2 separate regions of the Hordeum vulgare genome follow, and region 2 is linked to region 1. The links are chromatin contacts, called in public Hi-C maps. All regions are on one chromosome and are shown on one strand. Each heading gives the region's core, a stretch centred on a gene start, on an enhancer-like site or on the middle of the called end of the contact. The rest is flanking DNA. Distances are from core to core; before and after follow the strand shown. Region 1 holds the start of LOC123440302 (protein STRICTOSIDINE SYNTHASE-LIKE 10-like). Region 2 holds the start of LOC123444515 (subtilisin-like protease SBT2.2).

The links. Hi-C and Micro-C count contacts between places; a contact is called where the count stands out from the background.
Region 2: a Hi-C map of seedling shows a contact between it and region 1, with 2.3 times the contacts expected there. The contact joins the promoter of LOC123444515 here to the promoter of LOC123440302 in region 1. A contact is called at or near these places in 2 of 6 Hi-C or Micro-C datasets (leaf and seedling).

The regions. Positions count from the first base shown.
Region 1 is chr3H:501,701,703-501,708,828 of MorexV3_pseudomolecules_assembly, reverse strand. It overlaps LOC123440302 (protein STRICTOSIDINE SYNTHASE-LIKE 10-like), which reads left to right and starts at 3,161. Exons shown (of 1, transcript XM_045116879.1): 1 at 3,161-4,294. The coding sequence starts at 3,243. The coding sequence ends at 4,274. It overlaps LOC123444512 (protein PAT1 homolog 1-like), which reads right to left. Exons shown (of 5, transcript XM_045121245.1): 5 at 5,909-7,126. The coding sequence ends at 6,542. LOC123444513 (putative calcium-binding protein CML23) reads left to right here and starts at 4,505. Exons shown (of 1, transcript XM_045121246.1): 1 at 4,505-6,084. The coding sequence starts at 5,279. The coding sequence ends at 5,716.
Region 2 is chr3H:502,066,459-502,073,584 of MorexV3_pseudomolecules_assembly, reverse strand. It overlaps LOC123444515 (subtilisin-like protease SBT2.2), which reads right to left and starts at 4,228. Exons shown (of 10, transcript XM_045121248.1): 1 at 3,727-4,228; 2 at 2,650-2,803; 3 at 1,945-2,342; 4 at 1,205-1,300; 5 at 1,057-1,129; 6 at 350-632; 7 at 1-261. The coding sequence starts at 3,974.

The sequences.
Region 1 (7,126 bases), core at 1,912-4,411:
TGAGTTGAGTGAGAGTTCTTTAGTAATATGATTAAGTGAACTCATTATCATGAATATAGTCTAAGTTGTATTTGCAAAGTATGTTGTAGAACAATAGGTTGCATTGTAGCTCGCTCCCCTGTACTCTTAATACAATCCTAGAGAAAACTAAGTTGAAAGATGATAGTAGCAATTATGCGGACTCGGTCCGTAAACTAAGGATTGTCCTCATTGCTGCAAAGATGGCTTTTGTCCTTGATGCACCGCTTGGTATGCCACCCCCTCAAGCATCATATGTGGATGTTTTGAACATGTGACAGACACGCTTTTGATGACTACTTGATAGTTTAGTGTGCCATGCTTTACGGCTTTAAATTAAGGCTACAAAGACGTTTTGAACGTCACGGAGCATATGAGATGTTACATGAGCTGAAATTGTGATTTCAGGCTCGTGCCCGTTTTGAGAGGTAGGAGACCTCCGACAAGATTCTTTGCCTGAAAGATGAAGGAGAATAACTCAGTTGGTGAGCATGTGCTCAGATTGTACTGTTGAGGCTCTGCTAATGTTTTTGGGTAGGATGGTATCAAGTATCATTGTTAAAGAAACTACAATGTTCCTTAACAAAATATTTCTACTTCTTGTAATATCCAGGTATTTGCTCAAGAATTCCTGAAGGACAAGCTCACACCATTCTACAAGCTCCTTCCGTCTGTACATACTTAGGCTATTTGAAACCCTAAGGAGGGAGGGAGGAAATGGAGGTGGCGGCCGGTGGCGACATACATACCTCTGGCGATAAGGCTAGGGCGGAGGTCGAGGTCGCAGCGAGGGCGCAGGAGGCATCGGGGTCGAGATCGCTGCGCGGGGTCGAGGTCTCCACGTGTGGGGAAGCACAGTCGATGCGGCAGCAGAGGTTGAGGTCGTAGCGAGGACGGAGGAGGCGTCGGGATAGAGGTCGCCACACGCGGGGCAACACAGTCGTCGGGGCAGCAGAGGTCGCGGGGGGTCGCGACGCGCGGCAAGATCCTATCGTGGGGATAAAACCTTATCGTCGGCGAGGGATCTTGTCGCGGCCCCTCCCCGCCGGCGAGGGATCTTGTCATGACCCTCCCCGCCGGCGAAGATCTTGCTGCAACACCTTGCCACGGCGAGGGAGTAAAACCCTAGCGAATGGGATAAAAATTGAACCGGAAATAGCCAACAAATTCATACCGAAAATAGCCAAGAAATATTTGGAAGGGAAAATCATCTCAGTTCCAAAGAAAAAAAATCTTCCAAAAATGCCCCTCGGGGTCTGATATAATACACGTGACATCAGCGTATTGCATCGGATCTGGACCGTCGAACTCGCTCCGAGGGACGGTCTATATCGACCGGATGCACTGTAAAATGACTCGATAAAAAAAGGATATGCTGGGTAAAAGAAAGGAAATTGTGGGCTCGTGTGAAGAAAAGAGAGCCTTAAAAGAGAGAAATGTTGCTGGGTACAGAAAATCGTGGGATCGTCTAAAGAAAAGAGAATCTTCAAAAGAGAGGGCTTGCATTACATTCGTTTTGTGCATGGCTAATTGGCACTCTAATGCGGGATGCACTGCATGGCGGGTTAATTGGCTCTTAAAACTGAATGTGCAGGATTATGCGCTGCAATTAATTCATCCGGGTGTCCAATAATTAACGGGGCCGCGTCTTCATGGATGGTGTTTATTATAATTGATCTACAAAAATCATACCAAAACAATCTTAGACAAACAACAGAACTACGAGTTCATGAATGGATGGATTTTTTTAAAAACACATATTAATTGCATAGAGCAGATGTAGCTCATACACTCAAAACTCGACAAAAGGACTCGGAAACACATGTGTTTCAGGATCTTTGCGCAAATATCTTAAAAACAAAAAAATAATAAAATCTTTGAACGCCCTTGTACACATCATCTTTGATGCTCGTCACTGAGCACCATCGCTGCCGAAAGACATTGAAGACAGGGAAGACAAGCAACCCCACACACCATGTCGGCCAAAGCACCATAGCTGAAGCAGCCTTGTGAGCCTATTGAGTGGCCCATCGCAGATGGATGATGTTGAAACTATGTGAATCGTCGACCGAGGATCATTCCCGTGCTCACCGGATTGCAAATTGTAAGTCTTCGCCAAATGTCGTTGGATAAGAGAGTCACACCTGCTCGTCATCTTCCACAAAACTATCAAAGCCACTGTGCCCTAAAGTTCACCGCCGCCATCACAAAATGAGGAGGCGACCACAACGGTCGAATCATCACTATGCAAGCTCCCGGATCCCGGAGAGGCAACAAAGGGAACACCACTGAGATGGAGGCGGAAGCTAGACACAAGTTTGGTGGCTGACTATTCAAAGAACCACCAAGATCTTGCTGGGCACACGCAGTGGCGGAGACAGGGGGTGCCAGCCAGGGCCCTGGCTTCCCCTAACATTTAGAATGAATAGTAATAATTATTTTTTATGTGTTAAAATGATGTTTTTTGATGAATTGGCCCTCCCTAATAAGGTTTAACTATACTTGGCCCCCCTTATCCTAATTTTCTGGCTCCGTCACTGGCCACACGTGACCCGCGAGAAGAGCACGGTTCCTCGTTCTGTCGTCCAACCCTATGAAAGCCTTTTTGTGGACACACCAACTATCTGTTCATTTGTAACGCACGTGCATATGTGTTAGTTTATATAAACGAAAAAGTAAAGAAAACAATAAAGAAATAAAAATAAGTAAAAGGAGGGGAAATCCTAAAATCAAAGAAAAATAAAAACCGTTCGAAAACTAGAAAAGGAATAAAACAAAACAGAAAAGAACGGGAGGAAGAAACACAGAGCGCTGTGAGAACCCTACGGAAGAAAAGAAGAAAAAAAACTATCAGACTCCTAGCGCACCGTACCTCGGCCGGCCCAACTTGAAACGGGCAAATTCTCGTGGGCTGGGTCGTTTTCCTCCACAAGAAAGAAACTCACAGCTTTTCCTGATGAGTAGCACACGCAGCCGGCCCGTTCCAAGATTGTATTTTTACCCGAGAAAACTTGTAGTCGACCCCTACTCGGGGTCGGAGCTCAGAATCGAGTCGGAGCAGCAGCCACCTACCATGACGTACCAATATAAAAGGCCAGGCGCGCACCCTATTGTCTCCACCAGAAAACATCGACGAGACCAAACAAAAATCCGTCGGGAGATCACTCGACCGCTTCAGCCAAACGACTACGTTCGTACCACGAGACGAGATCGATCGCGAAACAATGGGCTGCACCATGAGCAGGTTCATCAAGGCGACGGTCGCGGTCGTCTTGATGGTAATGATCTTCACCTCCGGCGCAATGGCAGCCGGCAACTTAGACGCCACCCGGATCAAGCAGCTGCCGTTGTCGGACGGACTTCTCCAAGGGCCAGAGAGCGTCGCCTTCGACGCCCAAGGCCACGGCCCGTACAGCGGCGTCTCCGACGGCCGTATTTTAAAGTGGAACGGCGACAAGATAGGCTGGACCACTTACGCATATGGCCCCGGCTACGACGAGGACATGTGCAGGGCTTCGTATTTCCGCCCGGCAACTTCCACGGAGAGTAGATGCGGCCGGCCGCTTGGCCTACAGTTTCACCATAAGTCCGGCGATCTATACGTGGCCGACGCCTACAAGGGGCTCATGCGGGTTGGTCCTGGTGGAGGGGAGGCAACCGTATTGGTCAATGCGATTGATGATCTACCTCTCCGCTTCACCAACGGGGTCGACGTCGACCAGGTCACCGGCCAAGTATACTTCACCCACAGTTCTATGAACTACGACAGGACAGACCACGAGATGGTCACGAGGTCAGGGGACTCAACGGGGCGCCTCATGAGGTACGACCCACACACCGGCGATGTCGCGGTGCTCCAAACACGCCTGGCGTACGCGAACGGCGTCGCCATCAGCACCGATCGGACGCATCTCATCGTCGCGTCTACGGGGCCGTGCAAGCTGCTGAGGCACTGGATCGATGGGTCCAAGGCGGGGACGTTTGAGCCGTTTGTCGATCTCCCGGGCTACCCCGATAACGTGAGGCCCGACGGGAGGGGAGGTTACTGGGTGGCGTTGCATGGCGAGAAGAATGAATTGCCGTTTGGACCCAATAGCCACCTGCTTGCTGTGAGGGTCGGAGCGGACGGCAAGATCGTCGAAGAGATGAGGGGGCCCAAGCGTGTTCAACCGGCAGAGATCATCGAAAGGGGCAACGGCAAGATTTACATCGGTTCTATTGACCTCCCATATGTGGGCGTGGTCACTCGGAAGTAGGAAGTGCGGAATAATATATATTCCGCACGTAAATGTAATTACTTTTTATGCACGTAATTTTTATAGCTTATCTAATAGTATTGTCTTTAGTTGATCATCGATCAGACCCGTTAGAGTGTTTTTTCTTGGTAGCAAGAATCATGAGCTTCTTTGTTGTGAAGGTTATCGATGGTAAATGCATTTTTCATACAAACTACTGTTCAATAATCTGATGCAGGCTTTGACAATGATTTTCTGTGTTGAGCGTGTTTGTTTGCACCATAGAGAAGACTTCACAACAAAAATATATGTACCCAAAACTATTACTACTTGTTATGATGTTATCCATGCCGATGCCCACGAACTTCTCTGCGATGAACTTCCGTCCATGCCGACGCCCACGAACCCACCGCTCCCGCCGCAGCAGACGGCAGCACGTATGTTACCTCGGTCGCCATCGCCTGCTTGCATTGGGGCACGCCGCCTTGGCCTCCATGATGGCCATGGAGCAGTATCCGGCGCAGGATGTACGTCTTGGCACTTGCCGACGTCCCGGCTGGTGCCCAGCCGGCTCGGCGCTGGCCACCGGCGTGATGGTGCGATGAGAAGCCCGTGTGCGCGCACGGTATAAGTTTCCGGTGCACGCACGGCAATCCGTTCGCCGGAGGAAACCATGATGATCAATTAGGTGGTATCGGAGTGACTAAACAAACCCATCGTTCTCGGCTCCAAGTTCTGCTATATATTTCGTCAAACAAGTTCACTCATTTTTATCTATCTTTATCCTGGTCCACAATTTAACTCGCTCTTGGTGTCACCGTAGAAATGCAATACGACGTGCTAGTAATTGGCTCCGTTGCTGAACTAGATCAAACACCATTCCCAGTTGCTCGCCCATACCAACATTCTTAGCTATAAATACCAACACATAGTAGCTCCATCTCAACCAGCTATGACCTGACGACCATCAAGCGCCCAAATACCAACACATAATACCTCCAACCTTTCCAGCCGAGTGAGTGGGCATGGCTACAATAGGTGAGTTCAGGCGCGTGTTCTCGGCGTTCGACCAGGACGGCGACGGCAAGATCTCCGCCGCCGAGCTGCAGCTCTGCATGAAGGCCGCGCTGGGCTGCGACATGTCGGTCGAGGAGGTGCAGTCGCTGATGGCGTCCGCGGACACCGACGGCGACGGGCTGTTGGACAAGGAGGAGTTCCTGAGGCTGGTGCTGGAGACCGAGGCCGGCAAGGAGGAAGAGGGGGACAGGTGCAGGGAGGCGTTCGGGATGTACGAGATGGAAGGGAGGGGCTGCATCACCCCGCTCAGCCTCCAGCTGATGATGAGCAAGCTGGGGCTGCACCTGGCCGTCGACGAGTGCCAGGCCATGATCCGCCGGTTCGACCTCAACGGCGACGGGGTGCTCACTTTCGACGAGTTTAAGACCATGATGATGATGGGATGAGCTCTAGATTATGCCCACACAAAAACTGAACTTTGTATACTTTTTTCCTATTTGATTTTAATTCCATAATTTCTATCTTCAATCAGCTGCAGATACAATTGTATTGTTCTATAGCCAACTAGACTGGCTTACCATCCCAACACACACATCCCGTGATCCCTTGAGAAAAACAAAGTGTCAAACCAAAAAAGATGAACAAATGACAATGCTTCCATTTCCAGTGCTCCACTATAAATATCAATGGATACCTGGGAGGGACATGACACATCTATAAAATGTCCAACGACGAAAAACATCTTTCCAGCAGTAGACTATAAATCACACTTACCCATCATTATTCCAACATACCTGGTCCTAATAAAAACAAATGGACCAGACTCCACACTTGACTCCTTGGCGCCTTCCACGCTTCGGTAAAAAGAAGAGACAGGAAGGCCCCAGCAGTCGAACCTGTACACTACGGTCTTCTTCCCCACCGGCACATAAACGTTAAAAACTAGATTGCCCCGACGAGCGAGCTGACCAGTTCATCCACTGCACAGAGTTACAGCAATATAAGTACATGTTCTCCAGTCTATTTGTGATCATCAGGGTGGGTGTGCTATAGTAAATGACCCACATAAAAGGGGGGATCCGTCTCTTTTTGTTGGTCTATAATGAGATTAATCTGAAACCTACACTTAAGTCACAGACTGAATAAGGCTACTTTCCTGAGCCCATGGAACTTCTCCAAGCTCACAACATTACCAAGGGGGCATTGCATTGCTTCGGATATATAAGAACCACCATCCGAAGACAACTGCGTCAAGGCCTTGAGCTATAATATCAACCAGGAACCGATTCAGAAGTGATGTGTCCACCACTAGCACCAGGGGGATTAAAACTGCTGGCAGGTGTGGTTCTCTGAGCGAAATCAAGCAGCATCTGGCGTTGCTGCTCGTTTGTGTGAGGAAGGCTTGCACGTAGCAACTCAACTGGCATCTCCCTGCTAGTTGCCTGGGAGGCTTCAGATCCAATCACAGAGCCTGATGCCTGCATCCGAAACATCTGCAAAATACTTTCATACTTACTGAGGCAGTACTTTGTCAGAAGCCCAAAGAAAGCATCAAATGACGCCTGCCAGAGAGCTCGGTTTGACGAGGTATAGCTGGATACAGCATGCTGATCAGTCAGTAACTCAGTTGCTCGGTCCAGTACTGACTTAATGATAAGAGAAGCCCCGTCACCAGCAGAGCTACCGAGAGGACGGAGAGGTGGCTGTTCAGATGAACAGACAACTGCAGCAAGGCAAGCACTAAGAGCACCAAGCTCCATATGGTGAACACAAGTCGAAACAGTCTTTGCCAGAGCAACTGTTGTCTCTGCTGCACTCGAATCTGGTGGTAAACCCCCAAACAAGAACCTCAGATG
Region 2 (7,126 bases), core at 2,979-5,478, 360 kb before region 1:
GGACAAAAGGGTCCAAGTAAAATATAACTCCTGCAGCACTGACATTCTTTGCTGTATCTAAAGCTTGCTTCACAGAAGAGAGGCCAAGTACAAATCTTATGGAATAGCTGCAGACCAATATCTTCCCCCTTATCAGATCTTTATCTAGGTGGCTTGGATCTTGGCACTCTCCTAGGGACATTTCAATAGGAGTGGTTGTATAATTTTGCAGTGCATGCGGTGCAGCAATCAGATTGTACATGGAATCACCATCTGTTCCAGCTGTGTTTGCAGTTTAACAGAAGTTAAAAAGGTCACTATGGGCAGTTGTGCACACAGCACATAATGAAATAAGTTGCTAGGAACTTACGAGCAAGGCCGACTCCTGAAATGGTCAAATTGTTGCCAAGTACAACATAATTGTAGTATTCCCTGTCATGGGCAGAAGCGCCTACAGTAAAAATCCATGGACTGTATGAAGACATGCTCTTAGGGGAAGGACCGGTATTTCCTGCAGCTTGCACAACAAATATGCCATCTTTCACAGCTGACATTAGTGCCATATCAATTGGATTAAAGAATGTAGCCAATCCAGGAGGCCTCCTATTAGGGGTAATGGATAAACTGATTATGTCAACATTATCTTCAGCTGCCTGTAAATGTGATGCAAGGAGTTGTTGTCAACAGTGCTGTAATATAGCATGCTTAATTTAGAAATTTAAAATGCTTCCCCTGAGTTCCCATATCTTTGCCAAGAATATCACAGCCAAAGTTTTAATAATGCCATGGAAACTTGCAACATAAATATATATCGAACACCTACGAGAATTTTAGTCAACACATACAACTGGTCATCACAGAATTCGAACTTCCAGAGGCAGAGCTATTCAGTAAATTTGAACAGCTTAGAATATTCTCTTATAGCTAGTATATGCTACAGTAGTTGATCTCTTCGCGTGTCAAGCCCATTAGATAATCATTAACATGCCTTTTCTCATATGGGGATCACATTCAAAAGTGGTCATTAGTTTGTGCTTACACCAACAGAAGATAACCAGCATGCAGAAAGAATGTTACCTGATCTATTGCAGCCACTACATCAGCAGCAAAACCTCCAAAACCTTTGTACAGCGCTTTATAGACAGCGATGCTGAAAAATAATTTGTATTCATATTTGGAAATAAAATGAATTACATTATCTCTCTAAACAAGATATTAGACTTACTGTGCACGAGGAGCCATTCCACTTGCATTCCCAAAGTGATGCCCAGCAACAATAACAGGTATGCCATGATTACCAGCCGCGATGGAAGCTGTGTGGCTGTATGCACAAATCTTAGAATCAGAAATAATAATCTCAGAAAGTGTCCTCTCAACGTACATTCGGTGCGGTAATTTATTATTCCTTTTTAAGCAACTTTAGTTATGGAAAGCCAATGCTTGAGTTCAAGTTGAAAGAAAGAAACCATGGAAACAGAACAGCAGTACAGCAATTATGTAGTGCTCTCCCGGTACTTATGCATAAATCATTTCAACTTAACAGGATCTATCTATTACTAGCATGAGTTCAAGTTGAAACAAACAATGGAAACAGAGCAGCAGAAAATGACGGTTTCTCCTAGTATTTCTGCATAAATCATTTCTTAAAACTTAATGGGATCTATCTATAGCTAACATGACTTGTACCTGAGCACTTACATGGTATGACCAGGCCACGTTCATCACCAAAAAGAAGAGAAATAGACTAGGCGTTCATGCAGTATTTAATATTTGAATGAAACTTCTGAGTACAATTAACAGAATTGAACAGTTAAACAAAGAAGAATAACTGCAGTTTACTGGAGAAAACAACCGTGAAACAAAAAAAGGTACATATCTGACTGCACAGCCAGATGCAGTAGTAGAGAGCATTCATTGTCTTTGTTTATAGTGACCGTGATAGGTAAATCAGAAAATAATACTTACGTCCCATGGCCATCACTATCAGATGGTGAAGCAAGATCTTGTGAGGCATTGAAGACTCCTCGGGTTAATGCAGATGCTGCAAAATGACGAGCTCCAACAAGCTTTCTGTTGCAGGACCCAGATGGAAAATCACTTGTAACCTCACAATTACCAGAGTAGTGAGCAGGAACTGGATAATTGTCAGCTGTCAAGTCATCTGAAAAGCTAGGATGATTTGGGTCGATTCCTGTGTCAATGAGGCCCACAACAACACCTTGGCCAGCACATTGTGGACCACCATCTTGAACCCATGCACCTTCTGGCAGGCCAAGGAATTCGGGGGTATAAGTTGTTGCCGTCCTAACAGAGAAATCCAACATTATGTTTGCCACTTCTTTTCTCCTATTTAGCTTCTCTGCCTTTTAATGCAAGCAGAAAACAGGTTAAAACGTGTATAAGAAATAAGTAGATCTGAACAATCTCCTACAGGTTCCAGAAAACAGATAAGAAAAAAGGGAAGGAGGATCTACAAGGTGCAAAAAACAAATAGTTCATAGTTCCATGAATTTCCCTATTTTAACATATTGGCAGCATGATTAAAATTTACGAAACATTTCATGCACTTTTCTTTGACAAGCGATAAGCAGAAGTAAGAGTGTAACACTACAAACTAATCTCATAATAGTGCAGAAATAGCACAAGGAACAAACATAAACAATTATATACCTGCTGAGGAGTGAGGACAACAGCAAAACCATTGATCAAGTAGTGGTAACTGTACAATTTTATGTAGTGCTCTCCTCTTAGTGTCTTCTTCAGGAGCGAATTTTGAAGGCGCACTAGGAGTGAACCATAATTCACAGATTCAGGTGAAGCATGCCTGCATTACCATGGTTAATATTAGAATGAGAAGGAAATAAATCGCACTCATGTCATTCCATGGAAAATAACTGCTGGACCTTCTCAGATAAGAAGTTAAATCAATAATTAATCGTCAGAAAATATACTATTTTTAGCCAAAACCTGTTGAAGAATGACACTTCATTGTAGCACGCAACAAGTAGACGAAAGTAGAGACCGGAAGAATTAAGTTATGTCAATCCAAAAAGGAAAGACATTCTAAAATCAAAATTTTAGATATTCTATGGGTACTTTCAAGTTGTTGTTAATAAATGTACTGGCTAGTAAATAAGTACTACATACAGTAGGAGTATGTTAAGATGACTGCACTAGCCAATTGTCAAAACAAAACAAAAAGGTGCACGGTTTCCTAAGAAAAAAGGGTTTCCAGCTGTCTCTCTCTCTCTCTCTCTCTCTCTCTCTCTCTATATATATATATATATATATATATATATATATATATATCTTGGGAGTAAAGTGTAAAGGTGACTTCGGTTAATTACTGTACTGATAAATAACCTGCAATTTTCACCTTAGAGAAACTAAGTGGGCCTGATCAAATATATGGTTGAGAATAATCAGTTCATACATTGATGCAAATGAGGGTAAAAAAATGAATTTCAACTAGTAGTAATTACATACAATGTAAACATAGTAGTCGGCTGATTAAGAAATACGGCTGCAGTGACATCCCAATCACCTGAATAATACTAGCATAATCAAATTTGGCCAAAACTGCCCCTGATTAGTAAAGTGCTATTTTCTCGGGGGAATCAGTTTTTCTAAGAGCAAACTGCGGAATCGAAGAGGCGAAAATCACAGGAAAAAAAGTGAGGGGGGGATTGATTGACACTATATAGACGCACGAGAACTGGGGAACTTTTCGGCAAGAGAGACGCCCACCTCGGCTTCCTGAGGATGCTGGTGGCCGGGTTATCCCCTCCGCCGCCGCCGCCGCCGGCGGCAACGCTGCTGCTCCCAACCCTCTCCGGGTCGAGGCGCTTGTGGGACACCGCCGCCTGCTGCATGGTCACAATGTACACCGCGGTGCCCTCCTCGGAGCCGCCGCGTGCGCCGGCCAGCAGCGCCACCGCAAGAACCGCCGCCCACAGGAGGGGGGCAGCCCGCTGCTCCCTCCGCGCCACCCCCATTGCCTCAGAGCGCGCCTCGCCGCCCCGAAGCTCCAGAGGGGGAGGGGCGGCAGGAATCCCCGAGGAAGATTAGCTGCACCCGTCGCCCATGGGAGCAGGAGGACTGGTGGTGTTGCACGCGGCGGAATAATGGCGAGGGGCGAGCGAGGCGTGCGCTTTTAAGCCGTGTGCCCGAGTCAAGCGTGGGGAGTGGAGGAGGGGGAGGGGAGCACGCAATAAAGAAGTGACCACTGCAGCGGCCAAAGCACTCCTCGCCTGCTGCTGCTGCGGTGCTGCCGCCGCTTTGGCGTGGGCGCCTCCACCTTGTTGGTCTTTTGTTGCTGTGCGCCGGTGCCTCCTGGTCCTGACTCCTGGGGTGTATTCTGTATTGTGCTGTAATTTGGTGGTGTATTGGAGTATCATGATACTACTACAGTATGCTTGTGTGAAAGGGGTGGAAGGTGGTGGCTACAGTAATAACAGGATCAGCTTTCCGGGAAGGAAGAAAGAGAGATGATGTATACTACGTACGTACGTACGTACGATGAAAATGCGTACTGGTACGATCTTTGGGGAGGGGACACCTCATATTTCGAGGAAGGAAACTTGGGGGAGGGGACACCTCGGATTTCTACAGCCTCGGGAATTGCGCAGTGATTTCCAGCTGTTCGCCCGCCGGCTTTGCACCACGTCTACATTTTCACCGTAGAGCAAAGGAACTCGCACAAAAAACGGTGAAAAGAAGCTTCCGGTGCCAGTTTTTTTTCTCAGGAAAAAAATAACTTTCCTCCTCCGATTTCTGTTAGCACATATTCAAGTCGGACCCATAAGTCACCCGCATCCGTCCGGACTGTGGGAGCCATCCAATGCGAGATAGTCCGGACATGATTTTTTTCACAAACCGGAAAAAGCGGGGCATGTTTGCGCGAATTCGGACACGAAAAATGTCATCATCCGTCATCCCTGGCCCATCCAAAATCCTTCATGGACCATGTGACCCAATCCTCCTCATTTTTCTCCATTTTTTCTCTTGCCTTCGTTATCGCTCCACCACGCCACACCCCTACCGGAATTCCGCGTCTCTATCACCCTCCGGCGCTCTAGCGGGCTCCTAGTCGGTTCTCCTCCGTCTCCGTTCAGCTCATGTCCTCTGACCGCCCCGCCAGGTACCATCCTCTACTGGTATTCTCATAATGCTCGGCAATTGTTTGATGAATCGCTGGAGCTGAAAATAGTTGTCCCTTCTTCTTTCTACCGATGGATTTCGATTTGAGGTACATATACGAGCATTATGTTGAGTCGTCGAACGAGGAGGACTACTCCTCCCATGAGACGGCGATGATGCACGTGGTCCTTGAAACGCAGAGCGTGCGGAGGAGCATGTTCTCAATTTCAAGGGCTCGATCAAGGGTCATCGAGTGCTCAACCGCAACAGCACGCGGGGGCATTTGACACTAATGGTCGACTACTTTGCCCTCGATGCACTATTCGTTGACCATTTTCGCTGGTGTTTTTGGATGTGCATCATTGTCTTCGATCGTTTGTACCATGGTGTCCAATCATACGATGACCACTTCATTCTGAAGAAGGGCGTCGTAGGAACGATTGGCTTCTCTGGTTACCAGAAGTGCACGGTCGCACTCCGGATGCTTGCATATAGCACGACCGCTGATTCGTGGGACGAATACCTACGGATGTTTGAGAGCACGTGCGAAGGTGTCATGGTCATATTTGCCACTGCTATGGTCGAGGTGTGCCGACCTCGGTACCTGAGAGAACCAACTGTGGCAGACAGCGAGAGGCTCTTGGCAATCTCCAAAGCAAGAGGGTGGCCAAGATTGCTTAGATCTCTTGACTATATGCATTGGGAATGAAAGGACTGTCCGAATACTTTACAAGGGAAATATCAGGGTCATATTAAGAAGCCCACCATCATTCTTGAAGTAGTTGCATCACATGATCTTTGGATTTGGCACACTTTTTTTGGCATGCCCGGGTCTCACAAATACATTAATGTGTTGCACCGATCGTCGTTATTTAAGAGGCTGAGTGAAGGAAAAGCTCCTACTTGTCACTATACTATCAATGGACATGAGTACAATATGGATTACTATTTGGTTGACAGTATCTATTCTTCATGAGCTACCTTTGCCAGCACCATCTCTAACCCAAAAGGCTAAAAAGGCTCACTTTGCACAAGAGACAAGAAGCAACTAGAAAGGATGTCAGAGAGGGCATTTGGAGTTCTGCTTTTGAAGTTGTTCGTGGACATGCAAAACAATGGGATCTGAAGACCTTGTGGGAGGTGATGACATGTTGTGTAATCATGCACAACATGATCGCCTAGGATGACGGTGATGATGATGATGCATCTCTAAAATTTAAGGACATGGGTGATCCTATCCAACTTTCGAAACAAAATCTGGCCACATTTGAAGAGTTTATTCAAATGCATCAATAAATCCGACGTCGGCCAACTCACGAGCAGCTGAAGGAAGATTTGATTGAGCATCAGTGGGCGGGAAAGGGGACAACAATGTTGGGATGTAATATTTGAACTTTTTAAATTTCGAACTAGTGTTGCATGCGCCTATTTGAACGTCTGTGCCCTTTGCATGCGGCTATTTGATCTTGCGGACTTGAAAAAATTAAGGAAGGTCGGATGTACCGACTACGGTTGGATGGAGACCTCCTGCATCCGTGTTCGCGAATTGGTCCCCCTTTCCGCGGACAGATGCAGGGGAAATTTGCGGGGTGCCGTTGGAGATGACCTTAATAGAAACCCACGTTTGAGGCTACAACGAGACCCTCATGACCCACAAGTAATCAGTCATAGTCCTTACGATAAATAAGAGTGCCAAACCCAATGAGGAGCAGAAGGGAATGATAAGAAGTTTTCAGCAAGGTATCCTCTCCAAGCGCTGTGAGTAACAATGATAGATAGTTTTGTAGCAAGATAATTGATAACAAGTAACTAGTAACAATAGTAGCAAGTGTGTAACAGTCGGGATTCTTGCTAGGGACTAGCTGATGCCCCGAACGTTGTTGCGGAAATGTTTGCAAAATATGTATATTGTGTTTTGTTATTGTATATTTGGTCTCATACTTGCATGTTGAGAAAAATAGGTAGTGGGCGCTAGCTAAATTCAAATGAGATGATTGATGTACAAATG